Regions from separate parts of the Mus musculus genome. Here region 2 is linked to region 1. Evidence: chromatin contacts called from public promoter capture Hi-C data. All regions are on one chromosome and are shown on one strand. Each heading gives the region's core, a stretch centred on a gene start, on an enhancer-like site or on the middle of the called end of the contact. The rest is flanking DNA. Distances are from core to core; before and after follow the strand shown.

Region 1 (2,700 bases), core at 71-2,570:
AACCCTGGCTATCTTGGAACTTGTTCTGTGGACCAGGCAGGCCTCAAATTCACAGAGATCCTCCTGCCTCTACTTCTCGAGTGTCCAACATGCCCAGCCAATACATGTAATTTATTTATTTATTTTTGGATTTTCGAGACAAGGTTTCTCTGTAGAGCCCTGGCTGTCCTGGAACTCACTTTGTAGACCAGGCTGGCCTCGAACTCAGGAATCCGCCTGCCTCTGCCTCCTGAGTGCTAGGATTAAAGTCATGCGCCACCACCGCCGGGCAATACACGTAATTTTTAAAAAGAGAGACCGAGGCCTCTCTGTTGGTCGTGGTGTTCCTTGATTTACCAGCTAAGCGTTTTCGGGTGCTTTCAGGAGTGGAAGGAACTGTCCGTGAAACAGCCTCCCTCTGGATATGATGCTGTACTGGGCCCTTTGTGAAGGCTGAAGCCCAGAAAAGACCAGGCCTCTGGGACTCCACAGTTTCTCATTTGCAGAGGACTTGCTACACTTTCCCAGACCTCGTAGCTCCTTGAGGACAAACTGGTAGCTTTACATGGTCAGAGATAGACCCACACCTCTGTGTAGCCCATAGCCTTCCCTGTTAGCCAGTGCTTTGAGCCTGGCTGGTTCTACATCTTTTCTTTTCTTTTCTTTTCTCTTCTCTTCTCTTCTTTTCTTTTCTTTCTTTCTTTTCTTTCTTTCTTTCTTTCTTTTTTTTTTTTTTTTTTGAGACAGGGTTTCTCTGTGTAGCCCTGGCTGTCCTGGAACTCACTCTGTAGACCAGGCTGGCCTCGAACTCAGAAATCCGCCTGCCTCTGCCTCCCAAGTGCTGGGATTAAAGGCTTGCGCCACCACTGCCTGGCTCTACATCTTTTCTTGAAAGTCTTGTAGAGGACTCAGATTTGGCCAGGCCTAGAAGTGCTATAAAGTAGATTCTAGAAAATAATGGCTCGGTTGGCAACTTAGATTGTTAAAGGTGGCCGTTTCTTCATGTGCACTTGGGGGGCTGTCTATGGGTTTGAGTGGTACTTGGTTTCTGCCTTGCTGTGCTTTGAAAAGCCAGTGGGCCTTTGCTTCAGCCTCCTTTCTGGCAGGGCCTAATCTACTCATTGCCTGGGGTACAAAGGGGCTTTTGGGCCAGGCCAGGGCCAGCATCATCTGACCATCCTGCTCCCCACCAGCCGGCTCTGTTCCCCCCAGCTGGTTTCATTTGCTCTGGTCTGTCTGCAGTTTTCCCACAGGGAAAGCTGGAGGTTTCCATGGGTTGTCTGAGAGGTCCCTGGCACATTGCTGCAAAGCACAGAGGAGCTTAGTCAACAGCTGGAGAGGGAATGAGTCACCCGGGCTTGCTAGACAGGAACAGCTGGTTCTTACCCATCCCCTTCAAGCCGGCAGCCAAGAGCCTCCCCGTGCATGTGTTCCTTCAGGCTTCCAGCTAAAGGCAAAGTGACTGGCCATTTCTGCAGATGGAAGTCGAAGGCACTCAAAAGGGTAGCTGCTCATTTGGTTGCCATGGGAGCCTGCACTTCCCATGTGTCTTGATCGTTGTGAGCAAGCACCCTCCCTCCCTTTCTGCAGAACAAAACTGTATGATAATCAAGAAACCAGCCACTGGGAATGATGTACATGCTTATAATCCCAGTGCTTGGGAGGATCAGGAGTTCAAGGTCATCCTAGGCTATATAGTAACCCGAGCTAGCCTGGGCAGGTCCCTTCAGGCTCTGCTCACTATCTGTTGCAATAAAAGTGTGAGGAGCCAGCACTTGGGAGGCAGAGGCAGGCGGATTTCTGAGTTCGAGGCCAGCCTGGTCTGCAAAGTGAGTTCCAGGACAGCCAGGGCTATACAGAGAAACCATGTCTCAAAAAACTAAAAAAAAAAGGTGTGAGGATCGGGCTGGCGAGATGTCTCAGCGGTTAAGAGCACTGACTGCTCTTCTGAAGGCCTTGAGTTCAGATCCCAGCAACCACATGATGGCTCACAACCACCCATAATGAGATTTGACTCCCTCTTCTGGTGCATCTGAGGACAGCTACAGTGTACTAATGAATAATAATAAATTAATTTAAAAAAAAAGTGTGAGGATCCAGTCTGAGCCCTGCCATACACCAGAGTTGCTCTATCCCCAGAGATTGTGATTGCACCCATTCCGAGGAGGTGTGTGGGCAGCTCTGTGGAGGGAGGTTGAGGGCAGCTTGGCTAGATGGACTTCCATTTACCCTCAGCTGATTCTGACAGGTGACTGTTGGTGGCTTTGTTTTTGTGTGGGAAGCTGGCCCTTACCTCTCCACTCTAGACTGCTGTTCAGGAAGAGGGACAGATGTTCCTCGCTTTAGAGCAGGACTTCCTTGTTTTCCACCCAAATCCCCTTTTCACCAGAATGTGACTCTGGGTATGTGGATGTTAGTGGTAATCATCAAGGAATTGATTTTAAACCAGGTGGTGGTGGCGCACGCCTTTAATCCCAGCACTCAGGAGGCAGAGGCAGGTGAATCTGAGTTTGGAGTGAGCATGGTATATAGAATACATTGCCGGACAGCCAGGGTTACACAAGAGAATACCTGTTTTGAAAAAGCAGGTAGGTTTAAGGGCAGGCACAGTTGCTAAGCAAGTAAAGATGCTTAGAACACTTTGGCATACACAAATCTGTACACCAGCAGCTATACTGTTTTTACATAAATATATGTGTGAGTGCCATATATGCATGTATG
Region 2 (2,702 bases), core at 182-2,681, 70 kb before region 1:
GGCACTCCCATGAACGACACATTTTCACACACCCTCTCCATCAATGGCCTAGTGGTGAGATCACTTCTTCCTGTTAGGAACAAGCACTCCAGTCCTCCAGCCCCCTCCCTACCAGCCGCTCTCCCAGTGGTGCCTGACCACCCCGCTGAAGGGCTGCCTGAGGGCTTCACCTGTCTTCCCTTGGCCTCTACAGCAGCTCAAGGGCCGGATCTTGGTGAAGGGGAAGAAGCTGCCAGCTGCTCGGAGTGAGGATGGTCGAATTCTGTCAGACAGGGAGGAGGAAGAGGAGGAGGAAGAGGAGGCGGAAGAGGCCTTGGAAGCTGCAGAGCAGAGGAGTCGAGTGAGTGTGTCTTGACAACTGGGTCAGCAGGCTGGGTCCTGCTGCGGGCCAGGGGATGGGGCAGCAGAGAAGGGTGGGAAGGAAAGGGAGGTGGGGTGGGGGAGGGGCTCTTGAGCTTAGTGATCCCCACTGAGGCTGGTTTCCCAGGCCAAGCAGATCTCCCCAGAGCTCTCAGCGCTGGCTGTGTATTGCTGTGCTACCCGCCTGCGGACCCTGGATCCCAGTCCTGGCCCGCCTCAGTCTTGCACGGTTGGCTCCCTCAGCGAGCGCAAGGCCAGGAAGTTCACCAGGGAGGCAGGTAGGAACCAGAACTCTGGATATCTGGGGACAGGAGAGCATGGAGCCTTCCGGGCTTGGGTGGTGATGGTGGTGGTGGGTGGAGGATGGGTATCCTAGAGTGTTCTCAAGATTTCAGAGGGCTGAGGACTTAGGGGGACCAGGTAAAGACTCTGACTTTATGGGGGCCTGGCTCCAGGCTAAGTGTGGGCGCAGAGCCACAGAGGAGAGAGGTTTGGAGTTGCCTTCACCACGGTCATAACCAAATGGTGGTCAAGGCACGGGCCAGGCAGCCAGGCTAGTGCCAGGGGCCAGCAGAGCCTGGAGGGTATGAGACCAGGAAGGCTTCATGGTTCATCCCATGTCTGAGAAGACGTCACTGCAGAGGAGGGAGGAAGCAGAAGAGGAAAGGACTCCAGAGAGGAGGAACAGGTCATAGGAAGACCTAGAGGCATGGCCACTGTAAGAGTCCCAGGAACCTAAGGCATGGCTAAGGGTGTGGGCAGAGTGAGTGACAGGGACCGGCATTCAGTGTAGGCCGCAGTCAGGCTGTGTGGCTGCCAGGTGTCCCTGCCTCTATCTGGTCCTCAGCAACCCCCTCTTTCTAGTCTCACCATAGTTCAGGAGAGAGGGAAGCTGGGGTGAAGTATGTGTGGGGGCAGGATTATAGGGCCTGGAACTGGGCCAGGGACAGGAGCCTGGGTCCTATCATAATCCTGTCCCAACTCTGCCCCAGGGACCAGCTTTGTCAGGCACAACACTCAGCAACTGACCCGAGTGTACCCACTGGGGCTGCGGATGAACTCAGCCAACTATAACCCCCAGGAGATGTGGAACTCCGGCTGTCAGCTGGGTGAGCGGGGCTGCAGGCAGGGAAGTCTCTGGGCGGGGATGGGTATTTCAGCAGTGGGCAGCCACACAGCTTTCTTTCTTTCTTTTTTAAAGTAATCTAGTTTTATTTATTATATGTAAGTACACGGTAGCTATCTTCAGACACACTAGAAGAGGGCATCAGATCTCATTATAGATGGTTGTAAGCCACCATGTGATTGCTGGGATTTGAACTCAGGACCTCTGAAAGAGCAGTCAGTGCTCTTAACCGCTGAGCCATCTTGCCAGCCCGCCACACAGCTTTCTAGAAGGTGGGAATGCATTGGTGGTTAACAGGCTGTCTGAAATGTAGGTTCATTCGTTCCTGGCAGTAAGGAAGTGACATTTTGTTTTGTTGAGCCAGAGTCTCGCTATGCAGCCCTGGCTGGCTTTCCACTCCTCTGCCTCTGTCTTCCCAGGGCTGGGTCAAAGGTGAGCACAACAGGGTCAGCAAAAAAATAGTTTTTCTTTTTCTTTTTCTTTTTTTCTTTTTTTGAGACAAAGTCTCTGACTGTCCTAGAACTCACTGTGCAGACCAGACTAGCTTCACCTGCCTCTGCCTCCTGGGTACTGAGATTAACAGCATGCGCCACACTGCCAGGCCAAAAGTTATATTTCTGTGTGGTACTTGGGTGGTAGAAGGCAGGGGGTGCAGTAGTTCATGTTCCTCCTTGGCTACTTAATGAGTCTGAGGCCAGCCTGGGTTACATGAGACAGTTTAAAAATACCTAAGAGAAAGTTACTTGGTTTTGTATGTTCCTGTGTGTGCGTGTGTGCACACATGTGTGCGTGGATGCAGAGTAGAGGCCAACGTGGGGTATCTTTTCAGATCTCCCCTTTTTTGTGTAGGAGTGTTGCTATGCAAGCATCTGTGTTGCTATGCAAGCATCTGCATCACATACATGCCTGTGGAGGCCAGAGAGGGCTCTGGACTCTCTGGAACTACAGTTACAGACAGCTGTGAGACACCACATGGGTTCTGGGGACCGAATTCACGTGCTCTGTCCCCAACTGCTAAGAGTCATCTCTCTGTCACCTTAGTTTGTCAGACAAGGTCTTTCACTATCCCTGGGGTTTGCTCTTTTAGCTAGGCTGGGTGAGTAGTGACCTTCCCCCGCCCCTATCCCAGAATCCACCTACCTCTGCCTCCACAACCCTGAGCTCAGAGAGACATACTGCTAGGCCTGGCTTTTTCATAGGTTCTGGGGATTCAAAC

Evidence for each region. Capture Hi-C pulls out chosen DNA fragments and counts their contacts.
Region 2: a contact with region 1 is called in a promoter capture Hi-C map of adipose tissue. The contact joins two enhancer-like sites. A contact is called at or near these places in 1 of 15 datasets of contacts at CTCF or cohesin (large pre-B cells), 3 of 484 Hi-C or Micro-C datasets (brain, muscle stem cells and nephron progenitors), 3 of 115 datasets of contacts at active chromatin or transcription factors (embryonic stem cells and microglia) and 4 of 9 other capture datasets (adipose tissue, embryonic stem cells, liver and 1 more).

What each region holds. Positions count from the first base shown.
Region 1 is chr11:103,002,086-103,004,785 of GRCm38.p6, reverse strand. All of the region lies in intron 1 of Dcakd (dephospho-CoA kinase domain containing), which reads left to right. Among named protein-coding and RNA genes, the nearest start is that of Mir6931, 3.5 kb to the right of the region's middle. Within about 2 kb of position 1,320, at least 134 of the 459 cell types and tissues checked have an H3K27ac peak or open chromatin away from gene starts, as enhancers often do. A contact at or near this core is called in adipose tissue, where this site is marked.
Region 2 is chr11:103,072,495-103,075,196 of GRCm38.p6, reverse strand. Plcd3 (phospholipase C, delta 3) reads left to right here. Exons shown (of 15, transcript NM_152813.3): 9 at 194-340; 10 at 488-638; 11 at 1,353-1,469. Among named protein-coding and RNA genes, the nearest start is that of Gm42090, 26 kb to the right of the region's middle. Within about 2 kb of position 1,431, at least 14 of the 459 cell types and tissues checked have an H3K27ac peak or open chromatin away from gene starts, as enhancers often do. A contact at or near this core is called in adipose tissue, where this site is marked.